Regions from separate parts of the Zea mays genome. Here region 2 is linked to region 1. A link is a contact called in public Hi-C data. All regions are on one chromosome and are shown on one strand. The core of a region is the stretch at or near the end of the contact, and the rest is flanking DNA. Distances in the headings are between cores, read along the strand shown. Region 1 has its middle 43 kb from the start of LOC103643723. Region 2 overlaps LOC100282926.

Evidence for each region. A called contact is a pair of places that touch in the nucleus more often than the background predicts.
Region 2: a contact with region 1 is called in a Hi-C map of leaf, with 2.6 times the contacts expected there. The contact joins two enhancer-like sites. A contact is called at or near these places in 2 of 25 Hi-C or Micro-C datasets (leaf and tassel).

Annotation. Positions count from the first base shown.
Region 1 is chr1:260,409,049-260,413,459 of Zm-B73-REFERENCE-NAM-5.0, forward strand. No RefSeq gene overlaps it. Among protein-coding and RNA genes, the nearest start is that of LOC103643723, 43 kb to the left of the region's middle. Within about 2 kb of position 2,338, at least 16 of the 20 cell types and tissues checked have an H3K27ac peak or open chromatin away from gene starts, as enhancers often do. A contact at or near this core is called in leaf, where this site is marked.
Region 2 is chr1:260,542,644-260,547,054 of Zm-B73-REFERENCE-NAM-5.0, forward strand. It overlaps LOC100282926, which reads right to left. Exons shown (of 16, transcript NM_001155831.2): 13 at 4,290-4,367; 14 at 3,434-3,498; 15 at 3,086-3,163; 16 at 2,133-2,638. The coding sequence ends at 2,466. Among protein-coding and RNA genes, the nearest start is that of LOC100282926, 9.9 kb to the right of the region's middle. Within about 2 kb of position 2,543, at least 6 of the 20 cell types and tissues checked have an H3K27ac peak or open chromatin away from gene starts, as enhancers often do. A contact at or near this core is called in leaf, where this site is marked.

The DNA of each region.
Region 1 (4,411 bases), core at 1,088-3,587:
AAGTAGGTCAATTCACATCTTGATTATATGCGACAATCTCGGGTCTAAGGACATTGTGTACATGCTACAGAAAGAGAACTATATTACACTATCCCAACGATCAGCATCATGTCATACATGTACCCACATTATTAGTTTGACATCTCTGTGCCCATGACTTGTGAAACATAGTCATCAACGAATAAATGTGCTAGTCATCATTCTGAGCAGAGACACCTTTTAGAATAACCATACAAGTAAAGAATCTCACAAACAATTCATATAATTGCTAATCAATATAGGGTGTCTTTCATGGATATTCAATTAAGCAATATATATATCACGGATACAAAGAAATATACTCATCTCTATGATAATCTTTAGGGCATATTTCTAACAGGTGGTACTATGTGCGAGCGTTGCGTTGCTTGTGGCTTCCTGTCGTGTTGGTCTTGGCTGGTTTCTCATTGTCATATGTAGTGTAACATCCTATTGGGAACATTGTCCATCTGTTGGTATTGGGTGGTTTCTCATTGTTTATCTGTGGTATAAGAGCCAACGCCAGCGAAACGTGGATATGAGTGTGCAAAACATTGTTTGACACTGTTTACTACACTGTTTACATAGTGTAGTTTGAAATAGGGAGTGTGATAAAGGGTTGAATATGGAGGCTGCTAGTGATAGTCTTAGACAAGAAACAAAGGAGTGGAACAGATCTACGTGTTTCACATGTGACATACGACACACGATACATAAAAATGTGCTATAAAGTATTAGAGAAAAGTTAGTTTTGATACGGCTGTAATCAGATAAAAAAACACTATAATCAGATAAATAAAATACTACGGCGTGTTTGGCTCCGAGGCCCAGCCATATGTAGCCACACGTGCTTGCAGCCACACCATATTTATGATGTGTTTTTTTACTGTTGTAAATCAACTTAGGTCGTTCTTAGTGGAAATTTCATGCATACCGTCCCGTTAACTAGATGACACGTCTAAGGTGGTCTGAAACTATGATAAAAATGAAATAGTCTCACCTCGATATATAGTTTTTATCTTTGTTGTTTTCTAGGTTGGAACCAAAGACGCTCTCAGCCCACTTTGCGTTGGGTGGGCCTTTTGTTTTGTTATCGGGATACATGCTTTCCTGACCCCGAACGACGCCGTGGGAGAATGGCAACAGTGACTCAGCCCAGGAAGAAAGTCGAGAAGCCCAAGGCCCAATTCGCTAGAAAATACTACTCGACCGTAAAGAATCTTTAGGAGTTATGTAAAAGATTTTATTTTAAAAAAAATCTCATCCAACAATTTCGTAAGTTTCCACGGTCGAGAGAACTTTAATTTGTACCTGCTCCGTATCCGGGGTTTTTTTTTTGGTTCTTGAATCAGTGATGCTTTCATACGTGTGTCGCCGCCGCTCATGCTCCATCTGCTCCCGGCGACCGGCAGCAGCAGAGCAGGTACTTGTTAATATCCGGCGGCAAGCAGTACGTCTGGAAGAAGTTATTGTTGGTGTAGTTCTTCGCGAGGCAGAACTCTGGTAAGCACATCGTCCCGATATCTTGGCACTAGTCTGTCAATCACCCAAAAACACATATAAACGACCATATATGTATGTATACTCCATTCTTCTGTTAACCTGCTGCAACCTACAAACGAGTACGTATACATGCATGTGTGTTAATTACCTGCCGCGGTACAAGACGAGAACACAATGACCATGGCCATGGCCATGAAAAATGCCAACGACAGAACACTAGCAACCTTCTCGGCAAGCATAATTATTATTGTGTGTGGTTGGGGACGAAGTGCTATGGAAAGACGACAAGCACTTGTTCTTCTGTTTGGACGAGTTTCTTGTTCATTGCTCTCCCTCCTTCTCCCGGGTTAGTTATATTAGACAATAGTATATATAGATACAATTAATTACTACTAGAGATAACGCCAAATACTAGGAAATAATGAAAAGTTATTACTCTTCGATATCCTTATTAAGAGTAACAATATTAAAACAATAGAAAAATAATTGCCCCTAAAAGTAGACATGCCATCGAGAAGGGAATAATTTGTGTAAACTTTTTATTATTATTATTATCTAGTCATGCCAAACCAAAGTGAAAAAAAAATCTTAATTAATACAAGTCCAAATTAAAACGTTCATATACTAATTATGTAAATTACTATCTGGTCCATCACCTATATGATGAATAACCTATAGGGTAGAGTTATTCATCACCTATAATGATGAACCGAACGCCTGGACCAATCCAACTTGACGCGCTAATCGTCTGCTCCCGATCAGCCACAGCATGCCTCGCGCTTCAATCGAGCGTGCTACCCGCCACACCCGATCAATCCGCACACCCCAACAAACCACCGTGTGTCGTTGTGCCCCACGTTCTGACAGGGTCCAGGCTGCTTTCAAATTTGTACTACAGAAAGTTACTTTTTAATGTAGCTGCAGAAAAGCTGAACCACTTTGGTTCAGCAAAGCAGAAGCAGATTCAAAGAGTTGAACCAAACACACCCTAAGACTATAACGAAACGACTGAAACTATAACAAAAATTGCATAATTAAAATATATATTTTGGATATTGTTGAAATTCGCTATGAGAAACAATAAACCATAAATTACTGCTAAGTTGTGCTAAAAAATATTTGAACAAACTTGGATGTGTTTGCCATATGAGTTCGTGTTTCTGCTTTTTTGACACCCACGGTTTTTTATCATCAGCCACGCCACTGTCTACTTTTTGCGTAGGTTGGGTCACGAAAGAGACCGTCTTAGAGAAAGAGACCGTCTTAGAGGAATGTGTGACTTGGGCCTTGCTCTTGGGGGAATTGGTGCGGGTTGTGGCAAGTCAGCAAAGGTGACGCGACACTTGTTCTTTTGAGGAGGCATGAAGTTGTTGTCGTCATTTGCCTTTGACGTGTCGTCTAGTGTTTTACGTGCAGATCGCTTGGTGCCTATGTGAATACCTAAAGACGTTGGACGACCAATCTGCTATCTAGTCCATGGTATATCAACGTTGATACCCTCCTGACTTGATTCAATTGTAATATGTTCCGGACTGATCGGTGACTAGTCAACAGACTTCATATACATGTATTTTGAATACCAAAACGATCATTGTTAAGAAACAAATATAAAAGCTTAACCAAAAAACATGTATGAAAGCATCGAATGAATGGATATAAATAAAACAAAATATTGTAGCCAGAGAATATATATTGTATATATGCATTCACTACCGAAATATGGCTCTTTGCCGAATGTTAGGCGCTTTGCCGAGTGCTTTTGGTCACTCGGCAAAGCAGTCTTTGCCGAGTGTGGCACTCGGCAAAGTCCTACTCTCGGTAACGGCCACGTTTACCAAGAGTAGGACACTCGGTACAGGGAAACACTCGGCAAAGAAAAGTCTGCTGAGTGCCCAACTCTCGGCGAACCTAGATGCTCGGCAAAAGGTCCATTAGCGCCCGTCTATAGCTGACGGCTTTACTTTTGCCGAGCACCAGGCCTGACTCCGGTATTGATTGTTGAGTATTCCATCAACAATGGGGTGGATGGGAGAAAAATATTTTGTGGCCGGAGCATAGTGTATATATATCATACATTATGCATCTAAAATGCACAACTAAAAGGATCATTCTAAGTAGCAACCTTTATAGCAGTATATTAACTGCAATTAACTCATGTTGGTTGTATAAAAAATGTAACACATAAAATAAATAACGTAGTTGCATACGTAAAAGAGGTGAAGGAATGTCTGAACCATGAAAATGCATAAAACATAAAGAAACCCAACTAACAAATAAAAACAGTGATGTAGAAAAATGAGTGTAACTGTAATATAGTGCCATTTTTTTATAAATTTTGCATCTACGAGCATAAACATCACATTTACTTCTTACTCTGTGTAACAAGAGTCTAATTTAATAGTATTTCGCATTGGATGATAGTATAAAAAACTGTGATCCGAATGACAATGACCTAGAAAAAAGGGTATGTAACTGGGGTTTGCATATTTGCGATTTGCATAATGGTGACTGCTTATAAAAATGTGGGAATAATATTGAAAAATAAAACTCGAGATAACCCTAGAAAAAAATGGCTTTGAATGCAAAATTTTGTTTATCTGCACAGCTTACATCAACTTTGGTTTACTCGATGGTGTACCACGGGCACCGCCTTCGGCAGGGGGTGTTGATCAGCAAGCAGAGAAAGGAGTGAATGAGAATTGAGGTGTTGCTCATCGGACTGCTTGCCCTCGACTAGGAACAGAGCTCAAAGCAGTCGCAACGGTTGTGTAGAATGTAGACGGCGCAACAGATTCAAGCGCTTGATCTCGAGGGAGAGACGGTGGCTGAGGTTGCGTCTCTATCGCGGGGGTGATGGTGGAACAAAAGTAGGAACCGGGAAGTTGGAAAG
Region 2 (4,411 bases), core at 1,293-3,792, 130 kb after region 1:
ATAACATCAGTTAGCCAAATAAAAAAATATTATGCGGAGAGCGGAGACAATTAATAAAAAATCTTGATTTTTTTGTGGATAGTTTACATGGGTATTATTGTAAACCGTCGCAACGCACGGGCAACCAACTAGTATGTATTTAACTTGATATTTTTGTTTGTGCAGGTAAATACTATCTTGTGGATTCTGGTTATCCAAATAGAAAGGGGTACCTTGCACCTTATAAGGGTCAGAAGTACCACATTTCAGAATGGCAAAATGCGAGGCAACCTATTGGGAGCAAAGAAGTATTCAACTTTGCACACTCTTCGCTACGCAATGTTATAGAGCGATCATTTGGGGTGCTTAAGATGAAGTGGAGAATTCTCCTAAGTCTCCCTTCTTTTTCGCTTAAGACACAATCGAAGATAATTATTGCTTGTATGGCATTGCATAACTTCATTAGAGACAGTGCTCTACACGATAGAGACTTTGATCAACTTGGACCTAATAGCCTTGGTCATGATGTACTCGTAGGTGAGAGTAGTAGTAGCACATCTGATGAGTTAGACATGAGTGCATTTCGAGATGGAATTGCTAATGCATTAGTGTCGTAGTTTAATATGTGAATGTAATGATAGTTATGTTGTAATGAACTCTACTAATTATAATGTAATGACCTTTTGTTGGTTCGGTGTTTATGTGTATCGTTTGTTCAAACAGAATCTGCAATCTGTGAATCTGCGTATTCAAACACCTAGATTCTAACCAATAGCTTTTCTCCACAGCTGGCGAACCAAACACCTAAATTCTAACCACCAGCTTTTCACCACAGCCAGCTTTTCAGAAAAGCTATTCAGAAAAAAGTCGAACCAAACCGGCCCAATGTCTTGTCAAGTGTGTCCCATCCGGGAGCTGAACGGTTTATAGAATAAGCAAGTTATTAAAGGCCTAAAGTATGTTCGTGCCCTTGGTTACATACTCCATTCTCGAAATATATTGTACAATGGGTTAATTACATAATAGTGTCGGTCTAGGCCTAATTACAAACGTTGTACCCCACGGGTGAGGCTGACAAGTGGGCTTGTTTCACATGCCAAGGGGCCACTAGGCCTCTGTTATCCGCGCGTAGTCTTCTTGTTCCAAGTCCCAAAGGCATTCGTGTTGTAGTCTTCGAGGTCGCTTCGTTGACTCGTCTTCTGATTTCGTGCTGAGGGGAAATGGTGACCCCTTGTTGTGCCTAGGATCTTGCCTCGGTCTTCTGAGACCGTGCTTGGGGAGGGAACCACCACGAGCGAAGCCCTAGAGATATTCGACCTTTAGGGCTCGGAACCTCCGCTGTGGATCCAGCCCTCGTTGCCCGCCAACCTTAACTAGGGTCTATGGAGCCTTCGTGCCATGAAAGGGGGACTTCACATATTTGGTGAAGTGCATGTCTATCCTGCTTTCACGAACAAGGTTAGTATGTGATCTCGTATCTATTTCATACTATCCAATTAGACGTAAATCATGTGCATCACACAATCCTTATATTATCTAGTAAATATGATGTTGGTTAACTCCAACCAACATATGCACAGTTAACATTTCAAAGACCTTTCTATATTTATCTAACTTATGTAGTTGTTCTCTCAAACTTCTAGGTGGACAATGCTTCTCAATGATATACCAGTAATCAAGATATATCATGTAGCAACTAGTTTCAAGCAATACTCGAAGAACCCGGATTGTTGATTGGATGTCATCTAGTATGCATATTGGACTTTTCAGAGCCTGCCATGAAGAGAACTATCAAACATGTTAAGGTTATATGGACAACTAGAAAGAGTGTGAACCAACTTGGGAGCTCAAAGAGCAAATACGCAAGTATCCTAACTCTTTTGAGAATGGTGAGTTATATTGTCAAATTTAGGAACAAATTCTTTTTAAAAGGGGGAGAATGTAACGTTTAAAAATAAGAAGGAAAAGGATGCTTGTTTGGCAGACCTAAGCCCAACTCTCAGTAACCCCTTTACCCCTTCCCTCTCCCTTTTCATATTCCTTGTAATGTAAGGAAGATGGACCTCGGCATATCTATAGTTTGATTATAATGTTTGATGACCAACATGACTACTTGGACTAACATTATTTGCTAGTGTTTTTTGAAATAGTTTCAAGGATGCAAAGTGGACTTAGGTGAATTAGTGATCTAGATGATTAATACATCAATAAAGATATTAGAAGACATGTTAAAGACCTATTAGTGCAAGAGTCCAAGGTACTAAGGTAGGATATAATCAAATCGAACGCAAAGATCACAAAGAAACAGTCTAAGGGTTTCAAAGCGTTGGACCAAGGCATCAGACTGGTGGAGTACATGCATCAGATTACACAATAGAGCAAACCCTAGCAAAATTTCAATTGGGCTCAGGGAAGAAGCGAGTTTGGGTCACACAATTGTGGAGGCTCCAACCATCCACTAGCTTGCTACTTGTGGGATTTGAGCATCAATATCTTCGGATGTCCTTTGGGGGCTTGAAATTGATGGGATGAGTCTCTGGCGTCGCTGTCAAGTCCTCTTTCCACATCTTTATAGTCTTATCCGCCTCACAGCTCACAAGCCTTGATCCGCTCACGTCATATGAGAGGGCATATATGCATGCCTCACTCTCCAGTGATCCTGAAAATGGGAGATACCAGTAATGAGCATGATCATTTCAAATCGCATACTTTTCAACGGACATAACATAATCTAGGTAACATCTAGATTATGGAACTCTGGAATAGTTTGGCTAGTTGCTATGGATTAACCAAGGACTCAGTGTGATAACATTTAGGCTTTGTTCGGTTATTCCTATCCCATATATATTGGATTCCCATATATATTGGATGGATTGGAAAAAATTATAAAAGATGTTGACTTGTTCGACCCAATCCACATGGATTGAGAGCACACATGGATTGAGAGCAAAACGAACAAGCCCTTAGGCTGATTTAAGCCACCAGTAGCATTTCTGATACTGGTGTTCTCAAGAACCTCTCATATGAGGAAAAACATTGTGGAGACTCGAAACAGAGTTGCTTATCTCCTATTATCGGTGCCTGCGTGATTCAAATGAAAACTTACCAGGCTGGACTATAGTCTGATCTTGTTGAAAGTTATGACCACTCTTCCAGTCCCAAAACCACAGGCTTCCATTATCCCCTGCACAGGTTTCAAATATTGACAACTTATGAATACACGCCATTCTGCACATCCACATGGTCTCCACAATTTAGCTTAGCTTGACTACAAATAATCTTCAACCTAGTTATATATAACCCAAAAAAGCTAGACTATATTTATTCAACCTTTCAAAACAAATGCACACATGGTTCCAATATTTCCAATCAATATATTATTGTACTTATTCTTGATAAGACCACATGTATGTTCAATTACATTTTGAACACAATGATTTTCAGAGTACATTACCTCCAGTTGCCAAGACACCATCCTCATTTACAGCCATTGAATTGATTATTGTTTTCTGCTGCGACCTGAACGTAATAAAGATGAGGTGTCTCAGTGCCACGTAAGCAGAAGCGCAGAGCATTTAAAAAGAGCCTAATGCAATGTTAAAGGGGGACTCCATGAGTTTCCTCTATATGTTACAAAAAATACAGAATGTTGCACACAATTTAAAAGCGTCACTGGTCAGATCAAGGCAATGAGTATTAGGCCAAAAGATTTGGTTTCGTTTTTTCTCGAACAAGCACAAGAGCTGTATGTCTTTATATAAAAAAGAGAGAAAGGAGGGGCAAAGAAACCACATACAAGGCAACCTAATTATCTCCATTAGGAGTAAAAGGATACTGCACTAAAGAGATTTAGTTTCCTTGCTAGTTGCCAGGTTATAATGGTTCATATTAGAATCAAAATTTAAATATGACAATAGTATCTGGTTAGGAAAATATTGGAAGTATGGTCACAAGTTTACTCCCTCTTCATGTCAGGAAACTAGTAAAATGTGCAGATTCACAAATTTATTATCAAAAAAGGCAGGAAGGGAAGAGTGGAAGTAAAAAAGGCTGGTAAGAATTCATCACACTAGCATATGTATCAAGTAACTTATTCACAAAAAAAAGGTGGTAACTTTTTGGAAAATCGCATAAACGCCCAAGATTTCTTTGCTCGTGGCACCCAACATGTATTGACATTTATAATGCATTTCCTTCTGGCATCGTCATATGATATGGCTTTTGATATTAATCATGTAGCACAGTAAGCATGAACCACAATGTGTTCAGTTACAATGTGAAAATGAAAATTAAATATATGGAAGACTCACAGCATGTTGTGCAGAAATTCGCCTTTGGGAAGGTTAAACTTCTTTACGTTGTCTGCTGATGCTGATGCAAATGCTTTCCTGAAAAAAGGGTTGCTATATAAGGGTCCATAACATTGTAGTCA